Linked DNA regions of Sus scrofa: region 2 is linked to region 1. The links are chromatin contacts, called in public Hi-C maps. All regions are on one chromosome and are shown on one strand. The core of a region is the stretch at or near the end of the contact, and the rest is flanking DNA. Distances in the headings are between cores, read along the strand shown.

Region 1 (7,012 bases), core at 2,245-4,744:
CACCCAAGGTTTTTATTGAGAACTGGTCACAATGGGCACCTCTGCGTAGCATATACCAAAGTTCCAGACTCCCAGAAAGAAAGCGTTTCATGGTCAGCTTAAACCATATTGTTTATACAAACAGTTTAGGCACAGCGAGTCACCCTTATTTCTTAGAGAAAGTTTTATATCAGTATAGGAAATATTTCACAGCCAAGTTCCCAGATGCCAGCCAAGGACCGACCCTGCAAGTAGAGCTTTTTAAGGACAGTAGTCTCAGGTCAGCTGTGTTAACTGTTCTGCACAGCAGGAGTGAGGAAGAGGGAGATCTCCTGTATGGCATTTGGGTTTCCACCTTGAGCATATGAACAATGTTGTCACTTGTGGAGATGGAGGGGGAAATTTTGGATTTTTCAATTTTGAACAGATACAGTTAAAGACAGCTGTGCATGAGCTATCAGGTTAAACTATGCTATTATAATCGTAAACAACCTTAAAATTTCAGTGGCTCAACACCAAAGTTTATTTCTCACATAAGTGACATGTCTTTTATGGCTTGGTGGACATGTTGGGGGGCACTGGGGTCTCTGTTCCATGTAGCCACACAGGGACCCAGGCTGCCAAGAGCCTCCACCATCTAGAAGGTTAACTGTGATAGAAAAAGACACAACTCGAAAGGTTTCCTATCTGTTCTGCTACACTTCAGTCTGGGAGTGACACTCTGCATTTTCACCCCCAGACCACTGGCCAAAACTAGGCCCATGGCCTCAACCAACTATCGAACGGTCTGGGAAACGCAGGCTACTAGGTGGGATGCTAAATGAACACCACTGTTTCTGCAACAATATCCAGATGGAGATATTACATGGGCTGCCACCCAAATGAATGCTGTGTAGACTTTCATTTTGTTGTTGCAAGCAGACAGGTAGTGTTTAAAGCCACCCTAACTTTCTCATGACCATAATCCCAGTGGCATAATAGAGGCAATGTTATCACCCTTTTCTGGTTTGGAGGACTAGGAAATCCTGATTGCTGGATACTCTTCAACCTCCCTGTAGTGAAACTAACAACATGGATGTTTTCACTAGCTCTCAGATTTTGGCTTGGGATTGAAGGCAGGTTTTAAACCTCTCTGAGAGGAAAGTTTTGGTCTCAGAAAAGCTTGCCTGGAAACAGCTTCATGCTCAGAGCAGAGCAAGAGCTCACAAAAATGAGAAGGGATATTTCAGAGTATTTAGAGACAAAGATATTGGTGGGCAGGCTCACAGAAGGCAAGCAGGTTTTGGTGACAGGAAACAAAACTCCTTCCAGGGCTACCACTAGATGTCGCTAGTAGGAAAGGGGAGGCTGAAAGAACACAAGGAGGAAGGAACAAACAGAATGACAGAAGTAGAAACTGCCCCCACATGTCCCCAGGTAGAACTTTGTGGTGGTGTTGCCCACTCTGGCTGGAACTAATCAATTGTCAAGAAAAAAAAAAAAAGGAAAAGAAAGAGAGAGAAAGAGACAGAGGGAGACGGAGAGAGATGAAGGAAAGGAGGAAGGGAGAAAAAGAAAGAAAAGGGAAATGACAGTAGGAATCATAAATTTTATCCCGAACTGTAACAACTTTCAGATGGGCATTATGGGTTCCTGTCATTAACTCATGCACCTGTGCCAGCTAGGCTGTGCACATACGTTTGCGTCTCAGAAGTGAGAGAGGTAGTTTATTCTGCATCCCACTACAGCTTTCAAGTCATACTTTCCCATAACTAACCACATCAATACTTTAGGTAGAGATAAAAGAAAGTTGTGCGTTTCTCTCTCATTCATCTTATGCACATATGAGTGCATATCAACTGAGGTATTCAATCCATTCAAAAATTAGATTTAAGGTCAGTGGATCTAAGATGTGTCTTACTTTAATGCCTGGTTTATGCCAAAGCAAAAAAGAAGTAATACTCATTAAAAAACGGCAAACCTTACTTATTCTTTCAATGATACAAGCTGAGTACTGCTAACATGCTCCATGTGCCAATAAAATAATTTGGGATGGCTAATGGGTATTGTAAATGATAATAAATCAAATGTATTTTATTATCACTTTAGTAAAGCAATTTATCAAAACTAGATGGTTAATTTGTGCTTGGATCAGTGGAACAAATGGTCAAAAGTGAAATTATCCCATAAAATATTACTATCACATTAAAACTATACTGGGCAGAATAGAAATAAAATTGGAATCAAATCCATTATTCTGAGCTTCTCAATCTTTTACATGTTTTGGCTTACAGCATTTACATGACATACTGAGGTAAATGAAGAAGGCTCTGGGGTTTCAGCTGCCCCAAGCCCACTGGTCCTCTCTAGGACCTCAGATCAGTGTGTCATTGTATTAAATATAGACTAGTTTTTCAACCTTGAGGTCACACTAGAATTTACTGGGAAAGTTAGAAAAAATATGTTGATTCCCCCTCCTCCTACCAACCCCTAGAGAGTTATCTTATTGGTCTGTTCATCATGACTCCCGGGTGATTAAAGTGTGACCAAAGTTAAGGATCACTGCTTAGAAGACAGCCAAGGAAACTGTAAAAAAAAAAAGAAAAAAGGAAAAACAAACAAAAAAACGCTATCACACTCACATAGCTTCCAACTTTGGATGCGAATATGAGGTGCGTGGTTTGTGGGTTTTTTCTTTTTTAAAAAATTCAGAGAAAAACCCAAGTTGCAAAGTTCAAAATACAAAAGTGAAAACCTATCTCCCCTAAAGTAACCATATTTTTTTAAATGTACATATCTACACATTAGTATCTTGAGAAATAACTTTTATTTACTATAAAGAAAGCACACCACACATACTATTCCATACTCTGCTTTTTAACAAATTCATCCATATCTTGAAATCTGCTCTTGAGTATGTGGCTGCAAAGTAATTCACATGTCTAATTCTTTTTTGTTTAACCACTTCCCTGTTGATCATTAGCGCTACTGTCATTTTTCCTTGAAATAAATATCTCTGAACTTAGATTACATGCAACTGTGAGGAACTTCCGCAAATATTTTTAAAAGGTAAATTCCTAGAAGTGAGAGCCCCAGTGGTGTTTAAAATCTGGATAAATGTGGTGAGCTCAACAAACATTTAAAAATTAACTGACGGGAGTTCCCCTTATGGCTCAGCAGGTTAAAAATCCACATAGTGTCTGTGGGGAAGAGGTTAGGTCCCTGGCCTCGCTCAGTGGGTTAAGGATCCGGCATTGCCACAAGCCTAGGCGGCATAGACGGATGCAGCTCAGATCCGTTTTTGTTCGGGCATAAGCAAATGCAGCCTCAATTCCACCCCTAGCAGGAGAACCTGCACAGGACACAAGTGTGGTGGTAAAAAGAAAAAAATAAATTGGTGGCACCGAGGTTTGTCAAACATAGGATTAAGACTGTCAGTTCCAAGTCCTGGCGTGCGAGCACGGTTGGCCAGCGGCATCTGTCGGGTGGGAATCATCCAATGGCCAGTAAGGCCACGGAGGCCCTGGGGGAAGAGCATGCTCAGTCACGTGAGCGGCTTCGCCCCGCCCCTCGGAGCTTTGAGCCGTATTCCGGTCGCTGGCTCCTGCAATAGCCTTCCGCGGCGACGCAGCGACCGGGTCACACGGAGGTGGAGCGCGGGATTTGAGGAAGGTAAGTTCTGTCCCGGCCTGGGGGTTAGGCTGCCGGCCGGGCCGGGCCGGGCTTGCAAGGCTCGCTGCTTCCCTTCCGGCGGCGGCAACCTGAAGCGGCGAAGGAGACTGTCGTTTGGCATTTGCTCCAAGGCTTTGCTGAGCGCCGCGGTTCTTCCGCTGTGGACCCCAAGTCCCTTAACCATTAACGCCCAGGGCAGGCTTCCGCCCCACACTGCAAACCCATCATGCTTGTTCACCACAAAGGTTTACTGGGCTGTAGCCCGGACCTGCCGCCTCAGTGGGGCTGGCCGGGCGTTTTAAAACAAGCTTTCCTGGCATTTGTAACCTCCAACGCTTAATAACTGCCCAAGGGTTTCTGCGGCCCAGCGGTCCTAGATATCTATCTCCAGAAGTCTGTAGATGGAGCCATCCAGCACATCTGGACAGCCACGCTGGTGCTCTGTGTTTGTTGACCACAGCTCCATCTGACAGCTGCATGCTGTCTTTGCTAAAATGTTAAACACAGCTTGAGGTCATTGCCCACTGGCTAGCACGGTGGGCAGGACCTTAGCGATTATCTCTACATGATGGTAGCGTTTCTCATACTTAAGCCCTACTCGAGCCACCTGACTGTGGTCAGGCATATATATACCCCTCACCACCGCCCTATGTGCAGGGCTTTCTTAGAGCTGGCAAACTGCAGCAACACTGACTTCCCTCAAGTCATGGCAGAGCCAGGATTCAAACCCAGGTGAACTCACCTGGTGCTCACAGATCTCTAATATCACAGAGGACAGTATTGGCCTCCAGAGTGACTAAGTGATTTTATTAAATTATTAGGGAAGTATTGTTTTAAACATTCGTTGACACAACTCTTGTACATTATTGTGCCTAAATTTTTAAAAATTCAGTAGTAGTTGCCGTTGTGGATCAGCAGATTAAGAACCTGACATAGTCTCGGTGAGGATCCGGGCTCCATCCCCCTCTGCACTCAGGGGACTAAGGATCCAGAGTTGTGACAAGCTGTGGTTTGAGTTGAAGATGCCCTCAGGATCTGGTGTTGCTGTGATGTAGGCCTGCAGCTTCAGCTCTGATTCCACCCCTAACCCAAGAACATCCATATGCCACAGGTGCAAACAGCAAAAATTTTCATGAAAATCATCTTTGGAGATACACACACACACACATGGTGTATACACACACATTTACTTTGCTAGAAGTTTACTAGAAGACCACCTATTTTTATAAATCTGTGGATGCTTAGATGAAATGTTAATATTTATATATCAATGCTCACAAAGTTTACACTCAAGATCTCAGTTTGATTCTTAACTGCTATTTTGTGAATCTGGGCAAGCTTTTGTTAAGGAAGATCCTGTAGCCTTAGTTTCCTCCTCTGGAAAATAGGTATAATACCTACCCCTTGGTATTTTTGAGTATTAATGAATTCATATATGCGAAGATATGCTTTTTATATCTATTATTATTCTGCCATCCAAAAAGTTATAAAACTAATTTCTCTTCTCTGAACCTAAAAGCAAGGGTGTCATTCTGGAGCTTTGTATTCTAATAACGTGTAGGCCAAGTCCGCAAACTTAGTAAAAACGCCTCAGTGCTCTTGTGCTCAAGAATAATTTCCTTTACTTTCATGCTTCTTTCATACCCACTGTCTTATAGAACCATATGCTTTTTTAAAAATTCAACCTGAGTAGATTCCCAATGCTGGAAAGGTATCTAAGAGAGACAAAGGATCCATTTATCTAATCTGTAATTTTATGTGGTGTTAGCATTTTTAGAAACCTAATTTTAGGGACAGTCCAAAAAATATTTCTTGAAGAGAACCGTGGAGCAAAATGGTTCAACTTGGAGTTCCCGTCGTGGCGCAGTGGAAACAAATCCGACTAGGAACCATGAGGTTGCGGATTCAATCCCTGGCTTCGTTCAGTAGGTTAAAGATCTGGCGTTGCCGTGAGCTGTGGTGTAGGTAGCAGATGCGGCTTGGATCTGGTGTTGCTGTAACTCTGGTGTAGGCTGGTAGCTGTAGCTCCAATTGGACCCCTAGCCTGGGACCTCCACATGCCATGGGAGCAGCCATAAAAAGCAAAAAAAAAAAAAAAAAAAAAAAGGCTCAACTTTTCAGAAGGAAGTTTTCTTCATTTAGCTCCCAAACTGGAATAAGCTGTTTAATTTTCACTTTCTTGTTATTCTGTTAATATTCTCGTGTCTTAAAGGTGACTCAAAATAAAGGAAATTTTGGGAGCATGTGAATAGTGCATCAAAAAATCAGTGATTAAAGTGAACACACTGACTCCTATTGGTCTGAATGAACTGTGATAGCCACAATATTTTATTAATAATATGGGTGTTAATTATAAAGAGTCACCCAATGACGTAAATAGAACCATTTATGATGAATAGAGGGAACAATTATTTGAAGGATGAGGTAATACTTACCTAAGCAAAATGCAAGACTAATCATATTTCTCTGAAACCTTTATCATTTAGCCCCAGCCTTCTCTGCTTATTACTTATCAGCCCCTGCAAAGTTCTCTACAGTTTTCCTTGGTTGGGGGAAAAACCTGAAAAGACTCTATGTTCTAAGAGATTGAAACTTGAGGAAGGTAATGTTTGGTTCTCATTTATTTGGGAGTTGGGTAGAACCTAACTTCTGATGCTACTTCACATGTCATGTATTTTGTTATTTGCTTGATGCCAGTTTCTAGTTTTTGCCTGAAATAGAACTATTCACTTATTTCCTCTTCTAGTGGCAAGTTTTGAAATAAACTGTACAAAAACTTCAAATAGGCCATCCATGATCTGTGTACAGGCACATTTTCTGATAGAAGGTACCATTTAATCCCCTTTCTCAGATTTTGGACCATTTGCTACATAAAGTAGGATGCAATTTAAATATTGAAAAATAGTAATTTTAAATAGAAGAGTAACTGTAATATGCTGATATTTAAGGAAGTTTGTTTACTATCCCATTTTCTTGGTAAGTATGACCTATATACATTTATCCATGAATAATATATTGTTTGGTTTTGCCTGTTTTTGCACATCGCATTTGATAAAAGTGGAAACTTACTCTGAATTCTTAAAATTGTTTTCACTTAAAATTTGATTCTTGGAGTTCCCATCGTGGCTCATCGGAAACAAATCTGACTAGCATCCATGAGGATGCAGGTTCGATCCCTGGCCTTACTCAGGGGGTTAAGGATCCAGCGTTGCCCGTTGCCATGAACTGTGGTGTAGGTTGCAGATGCGGCTCAGATCTGGTGTTGGTATGGCTGTGGTGTAGGCCGGTGGCTACAGCTCCGATTCGACCCTTAGCCTGGGAACCTCCATATGCCACAGGTGTGGCCCTAAAAAGCAAAAAATTAAAAATAATGTTTCATTCT
Region 2 (6,903 bases), core at 2,977-5,476, 230 kb after region 1:
TCACCAGTGGTTTTCCCGAGTCTCTGTGGTGTCCTGAGTGGTCTTCCGATACACCCTGGTTTATTCTTGTCATTCTGTGCCTTTGGGCTTCCATGTTGAAAAAAGACTTCCTGAAGCAGAGGTCCACAGGGGACAGTGTGTGGAGTTTGAGAGCAGGGCTCCAGGGTCAGGAAGACCTGCTTCCAATCCCTCGGCTGCCACTGACTGGCCAGGTGAATTCAGGCAAGTGACTGTCTCTCCTGGCCTGAGTTTCCTCTTTGATGGATAGTATTAGACTGGATGCTATTGAAAGTTCCCTCAGAGGAGGGGGGAAGGTTACAGGAACTTCTGTCCGGAAGTATTCTCCGTGGTGTCTGGCCCCGAGTAAAGTGCTCTGGCTTTTAGTGGTAGCTGGTACTGCTAATACACAGGAGTGGGAGAGAGATACTGGGCATCTGACTTTATGAAGGAAAGAGGAGGTAGAAATATAAGAAGGCTCAGGAAATCCCTAAGATGAGGAACCTGAAAAGGGTGATGACCAGGAATAATGATCATAAGAAAACCATAAGACTTTCTTTTTCTTTCTTTCTTTTTTTTTTTTTTTTTGCTTTTTAGGGCCACTCCCACAGCATATGGAGGTTCCCAGACTAGGAGTCAGATCAGAGCTACAGCTGAAGGCCTACACCACAGCCGCAGCCATGCCAGATTCAAGCTGCATCTGCGACATACGCTGCAGCTCACGGTAACACTGGATCCTTAACCCACTGCGCAGGGCCAGGGATCCAATCCATGTCCTCATGACTACTAGTCGGGTTCATTACCAATGAGCCACAAGAGAACTCTGAAAATCTTGTTTCTGTTTTTTCAAAGATGTCCGCGGGTCAAAGTTAGGAACAGAGAAACTCCCAAGAAACAGAGTAGACATAAAAACAAAAAAGGCTGGTATCCTGGGGCCTGAAGGAAGGCAGAAGTGGTTGCAACCAGACCAGGCTCAAAATATGGCCCTGGGGGCTTGGCTGGCTGGAAGCCTGTGGTTCTTCCTAACACAGTGACTCCCGGGAGCCAGTGGACTCAGTAACACTCCCTTCCTGTGCTGGGTCCAAGTTTGTGGCTTACTGCAAATAAACATTAACTTAATGAACAGATAACTGAATTGGCAGGCTGGCTTGGCTAATAGCTTCTATTATTAAACTGCTTCCAAGCCCACCAAAGGCATCAAGTGTACATCATCCGATCAGCATAGAGAGCAGCGGAGCTGGGAGGATGGAGGGAGAACACAGCTGTGGTTTCTGCCAGCTCAACAAACTCCCTCCTTCCAGTAAAGAAACTTTTATGTTGGGGAAAACTCCCTCCTCTGCTCTTGATTTGGGTTCCATCTTTTAAGACTCAATTCTAGCTGGATGTGACCTCTGGTTAGTTCTTAATTCCCAATGCCAGGGTGGTCATGTAACAGAAGCTGACCCGTCAGAATCAAGCCAGTGTATTCAAGGAGGGGCACATGATACAATCCAAGCCAGTGAGATGCACCTCCTGATACGTGGCACAATGGGAGCACAGGTGCTCTCTCTCTCTCTCTCTCTCTTTTTTTTTTTTTTTTTTTTTTTTTTGTCTTTTTGCCATTTCTTGGGCCGCTCTCGCGGCATATGGAGGTTCCCAGGCTAGGGGTCGAATCGGAGCTGTAGCCATCGGCCTATACCAGAGCCACAGCAACACAGGATCCGAGCCTTGTCTGCAACCTACACCACAGCTCATGGCAACCCCGGATCATTAATCCACTGAGCAAGGGCAGGGACAGAACCCGCAACCTCATGGTTCCTAGTCGGATTCGTTAACCACTGCACCATGACAGGAACTCCAGTGCTCTCTTCTTAAGGGGTTTACGTTTGCATGCCTGCACCTGCTGGAGTTCTGCTTTCCCACCAGGAGACCCTGACTGAGGATGGAGCAGAATAAAGTGGAGACAAGAGAGGGAGAAAGAAATGCCTGATGACACCACTTGAGCCCCTGCCTCTGGTTGAATGTATCTGCCCCTGCATTTTTCCACTGCCTGAGCTTGTAAATTCACTTCTTGCCTAAATTGGTTTGAGGTGGGTTTCTTTCACCTAACTAGAGCAGTTAAACTGAATGGGCATCTTCTGTTTTCTCTTCACCAGTGGAGTAGAAAAGCAGCATCGTCTTTCTTCAGACCTGGTTTAAAGATTTCTCCTCACTTTTTAAGAGTTAATCTTTTCATGCTGAACCTTGGTTTTCCAACTCTAATCTTGACTCAAGCTTTTGAAACTGGTCTGAAGGTAATTCCACATTTTGTAAAATAAGGAGAAACAGAAGTTGGTGAGAGAGTAGCTATTTGACTTTTTTTCATTAAACCTCTACCCATGTATCCTCTGCCAAGCCTGGTACAGAGCCAGTGATATAACCCCCTGGAGGGGGTGCTACCTCCTGTTAAGTGGTAACCCTACAAAATGAAATGCAGAGCTGCAAGACAAGAATAGCTAGAGAAACTGTTAAATTCCAACAACATAACTTGTATTTTTCCCCTCTCCCACCAACCTGTGCTAAAAACAGAATCTGGTAAAAATAGAAACTATCCCTTTCTCTATATAACTAGCTGCTCCCTAAGCTGGGGGGGAGGGGAGATAAGGAGGAGGGGAGGGAGGATAAAGGGGAGGGAGGGGAGATAAAGAGGGGAGGGAAGGAGGGATAAGGGAGAGGGGAAGGAGGATAAGGGGGAGGGGAGGGGAGATAGAGAGGGGAGGGGAGATAAGGGGGAGGGGAGGGAGGATAAGGGGGAGGGGAGGGAAAGGAGACTGAGTTCTCTCTGCTCAGTTCTCCTGGCCACTCTCTTGGTCTATAAACCTGCTTGAGGTCTCATTGCTTCCGTCTCTGCCTTCTTCCCTTGCTGTTTCTAACCTTCACTGCATTTTTGACAGTGTTACAAATAGCTCTAACACTGTAAGTGAAAAGATGGAAAAGAAAAAATAATTACCTGGATGATGGAAATGAGGATTCAATTACTTTTCAGCTTCTATAGTTTGGGGCTTCGTCGTGTTGAGTGTTGCATCTGAGGCTCCATGTCTATGTCTCTGGTAAGAGAAGATGTGTGCCTTCATTGAACCTGAGAGGCAAATACAAACTGCCTTTAGTTTCACATGGTTTGACAGACATGCTTCTCTCACTTGTGGGTCAGGAGGGAAGTGGTTCTTTCTTTCTGGTTCCCACCTGGACACCCTGTTCTCCCTCTTCAGCCTGTCCAAAGTGTTCCCACCATGTACGACTCTGGGAAAGTCCCGAGGGTGCTTCAGTGTTCTTATCTGCACCATGAGCAGTTTGGACTAGATCAGTGGTTCCAACTGAAAAAAGAAAAAGAAAAAAGAAAAAAAGCAGTAGGATGCTTCCCTCCAACAGAGCATGTATAGAACGCCACTGAACTGGAGCTGAGGTTGGAGTCGGGGGCTGGGACTCCTCCTAGTTCAGCCTCCAGGGGGCACCCAAGGGTTCTCCCCAAACCCCTAGGACTCTGAGGGACTTGTGAAATGCCCACGTGTTCACCAAGGCCCCTCTCCCTCCAAGCAGCTTTCATTCTAAGTGCCATCTCTGAGGTGAAACCTTTCTAGTGCCTTGGCCCACACAGGTTGCTTCTTCTTCTGTGGCACTGTGGCATTTGGGAGTTGATCACACGCTGTGGCCCATGTTTTTAAACTGACCTAGATAGGGAGACTTATCTTCCTTTGAAGGTGGCATGTTCATGTCTTTCTTTCGGGAAGGGACTCAAAACTTATTTGGGAAGTTGAACATAACTGAAAGAACTCCAGGTGTGCATTGTTCACAGACTGGGGAAGTCTGGTGTCATCACAGGGCACATGCCAGGGTGGAACAGGGCCAGCGCAGACCTAAGACCCCCACTTGGGTCCTCCTCCCAGATCTTGCCCCAGTGCACACATTAGCCAGGCTGTGGTAGTGAGCTGGGTCCTAGTCTCACCTTTTAGCCTTCCTGGGTGGGGGAGTAAGTAACCATTGAAGATCCAGGAGGAAAAGACTGGACCTATCACTAGTACCCCACCTGCCTTAGTCATTTCCTTAGCACTGCTTTCCTGAGTAGACTGCTTTACAATTGTCATCCTTATTCTGTGGTTCTGTGTAAACTACTGGACTCAGAAACAGACTTCACACAGTGCTCTTTCATTCAACACTGGCCTGACCCAGCGTGTGGCCTAAGGACCTTGTAGGGAATAGGTGTCTGAGGATCACCACCTAGTGGCAGAAAAGAATAGTGCATGTCGTGAACAAAAAAGGAATCTTTCCCATGGGTGCGTAGTAAGATAGCTTTCAGGGACTTTTGATCTCCATGAACAATGTCATTGAAAATATGCTTTAGGAGTTCCCATCGTGGCTCAGTGGTTCATGAATCCGACTAGGAACCATGAGGTTGCGGGTTCGATCCCTGGCCTCAAAGGATCCGGCGTTGCCGTGAGCGGTGAGCTGTGGTGTAAGTCGCAGATGCGGCTGGGATCTGGTGTTGCTGTGGCTGTGGCATAGGCTGGCGGCTACAGCTCCGATTAGACCCCTAGCTTGGGAACCTTCATATGCTGAGGGTGCGGCCCTAGAAAAGGCAAAAACACACACACCAAAAAAAAAAAAAAAAAAAAAAAAAGCAAGAAAGAAAGAAAAAGAAAATGTACTTTAAAGCAAAATTATGCTGAACATAGGAGTTCCTGTTGTGGCTCAGTGGAAATCAACTCGACTAGGAACCACAAGGATGCTGGTTTAATCCCTGGCCTGGCTCAGTGGGTTAAGGATCCGGCATTGCAGTGAGCTGTGGTGTAGGTGAAAGAGGAGACTCAGATCTGGTGTTGCTGTGTCTGTGGTGTTGGCTGGCAGCTGCAGCTCTGATTCAACCCCTAGCCTGGAAACTTCCATAAGCCGTGGGTGCGGCCCTAAAAAAAAAAATTATACCGAACATAATTTTTAGCGTTTTAAAAATAATCCCAAAGACACGCCTGTGTCACTGTAACGAACACTAGCTCTTATTATAGAGTGCTATAAATGTATGAGATTGGGGAAAATCTGTAAGTTCTCCATCCCATTTAAGTTTCTATTTTTAAAAAGTTGGTACATCCAGAAATAATATACCATGTAACTATTAAAAAGAAATGGGCTTATATTTAGAACTAAGAGCTATAAGATGTAGGATGTTGAATGTAGACTGCTTCAATTTATGAGAAACACATTAGAAGGTATATATATTTGATCTGAAGAGAACTTTTGCTAGTAAAATGACTGAATTATTCAACTCTGAAGAACAAGGAACATTTGCCCCTTCCAGTCACAGAGTGTTCTCAGGTAACTTAGAACCTATCGGAAGTGTCTGAGGATCAATCCTCATGACATATAGTTGCCCTGCAGGGGAACTCCACAAAAACCATTATATAAATACTGCTTTTCTGGGGTGGTACAATTTAAAGGCAGATCATCTCGTGCTCCAAGCACTCAGAGCATTTTTAGACTGTCATAGGGAGAAACCAGGACACGTAGAAGAATCTAACCGATCCAAGGGTAACTCCTTGGGGAGCTAGACACAGAAGCAGCACCCATCTGCTCCAGCACGCTGCCCTCAGAAAGTTGTTCAGATCGAATCTCATATCTGACTTAGACCACCAATTTGATAGTGGGAAATTGTGCCTCAAAGACCAAACAGCCCCTGGACAGACAGATACCTACGGGGACACCAGCTGGGTTTATGCATGCTTTCAGGTACTTAATTGGGAATTAAAGGAAATCCTGCCCCAAAATGGCCAAGATGGGGTTCTTCTGGCACTCCAAAACTTATTTTTGTGTGCACAAAGAAAGCTACAGAAGGTAATTTCTTACCATGTTAGTGTCTGGGATCTCTGCCTGCAGGGTCTACCAGAAACAAGAGAGGTAAAATTAAAGTAGCAGAAGAAAATGTTTGTAGGGCCAGCATCTGAGACCCTTTGAATTGGAAAGTCTTCTGAATGGTTGAAATTTTAGAGAGCTGTCATCTTAAATATTGTACCCATTGTAATTGGCGTGCAAAGGCCCCCCCAAATCTTCAAAACTCCAAAAGAGCCTCAGTGAAAGATTTGAAGGCTAATGAAATAATAGTGATACAGAAGGTACCTAAAAGAAACAAACAAAAGTGTAAGACTGACATCCCTTTCCACTCTGAAGAGACTATTAAATAGTTACCTTTTTCTTTTAGGGCAGCACCTGCAGCATATGAAAGTTCCCAGGCTCGGGGTTGAATCCGAGGTGTAGCTGCAAATCTATACCATAGCCACAGCAACATGGGATCCGAGCTGACTGCAACCTACACTGCAGCTCATGGCAACTCTGGATCCCCGACCCACTGATCGAGGCCAGGGTTCGACCCTGCATCCTCATGGATACTAGTTGGATTTGTTGCTGCTGTACCACAATGGGAACTCTGATGGAAGATGAGAGAAAGGATGTATATATACGTTTGCCTGGGTTGCTATGCCATGCAGTAGAAATTGACATAACACTGTAAATTAACGATAATTTAAAAAATACTTTTGTCTTACGCAAGAAAAACTAAAGATGTTTGTGTTCCTTGGACATTTCCCACTGAAGAAAGAAATTAGGTTAAAGAAATTAAGCTTTCCAATCTAAAAATGCTGGTATGACAGATTGTAATTGCTTACTTCTCAGTTTTCACTAGAAACTAAGGTTTTTTAAAGGTTAAGAATTCTAATTAAGGGAGTTCCCTAGTGGCCTAGTGGTTAAGGATCTAGCATTGTCACTACTGTGGCTTGGTCACTGCTGTGGCATGGGTTTAGTCCCTGGCCTGGGAACTTCTGCATGCTGTAAGTGTGGGGGAAAAAAAAAAAAGAACTTTGGGAGTTCCTGTTGTGGCTCAGTGGTAGCAAACCCGACTAGTATCCG

The links. Hi-C and Micro-C count contacts between places; a contact is called where the count stands out from the background.
Region 2: a contact with region 1 is called in a Hi-C map of undifferentiated spermatogonia, with 2.0 times the contacts expected there. The contact joins the enhancer-like site here to the promoter of RFESD in region 1. A contact is called at or near these places in 16 of 47 Hi-C or Micro-C datasets (blood, brain, embryonic fibroblasts and 9 more) and 2 of 2 datasets of contacts at active chromatin or transcription factors (alveolar macrophages and skeletal muscle).

The regions. Positions count from the first base shown.
Region 1 is chr2:102,240,294-102,247,305 of Sscrofa11.1, forward strand. RFESD (Rieske domain-containing protein) reads left to right here and starts at 3,495. Exons shown (of 4, transcript XM_003123769.5): 1 at 3,495-3,630.
Region 2 is chr2:102,465,040-102,471,942 of Sscrofa11.1, forward strand. No RefSeq gene overlaps it. Among named protein-coding and RNA genes, the nearest start is that of GLRX, 31 kb to the left of the region's middle. Within about 2 kb of position 4,227, at least 16 of the 83 cell types and tissues checked have an H3K27ac peak or open chromatin away from gene starts, as enhancers often do. A contact at or near this core is called in alveolar macrophages, fetal liver and undifferentiated spermatogonia, where this site is marked.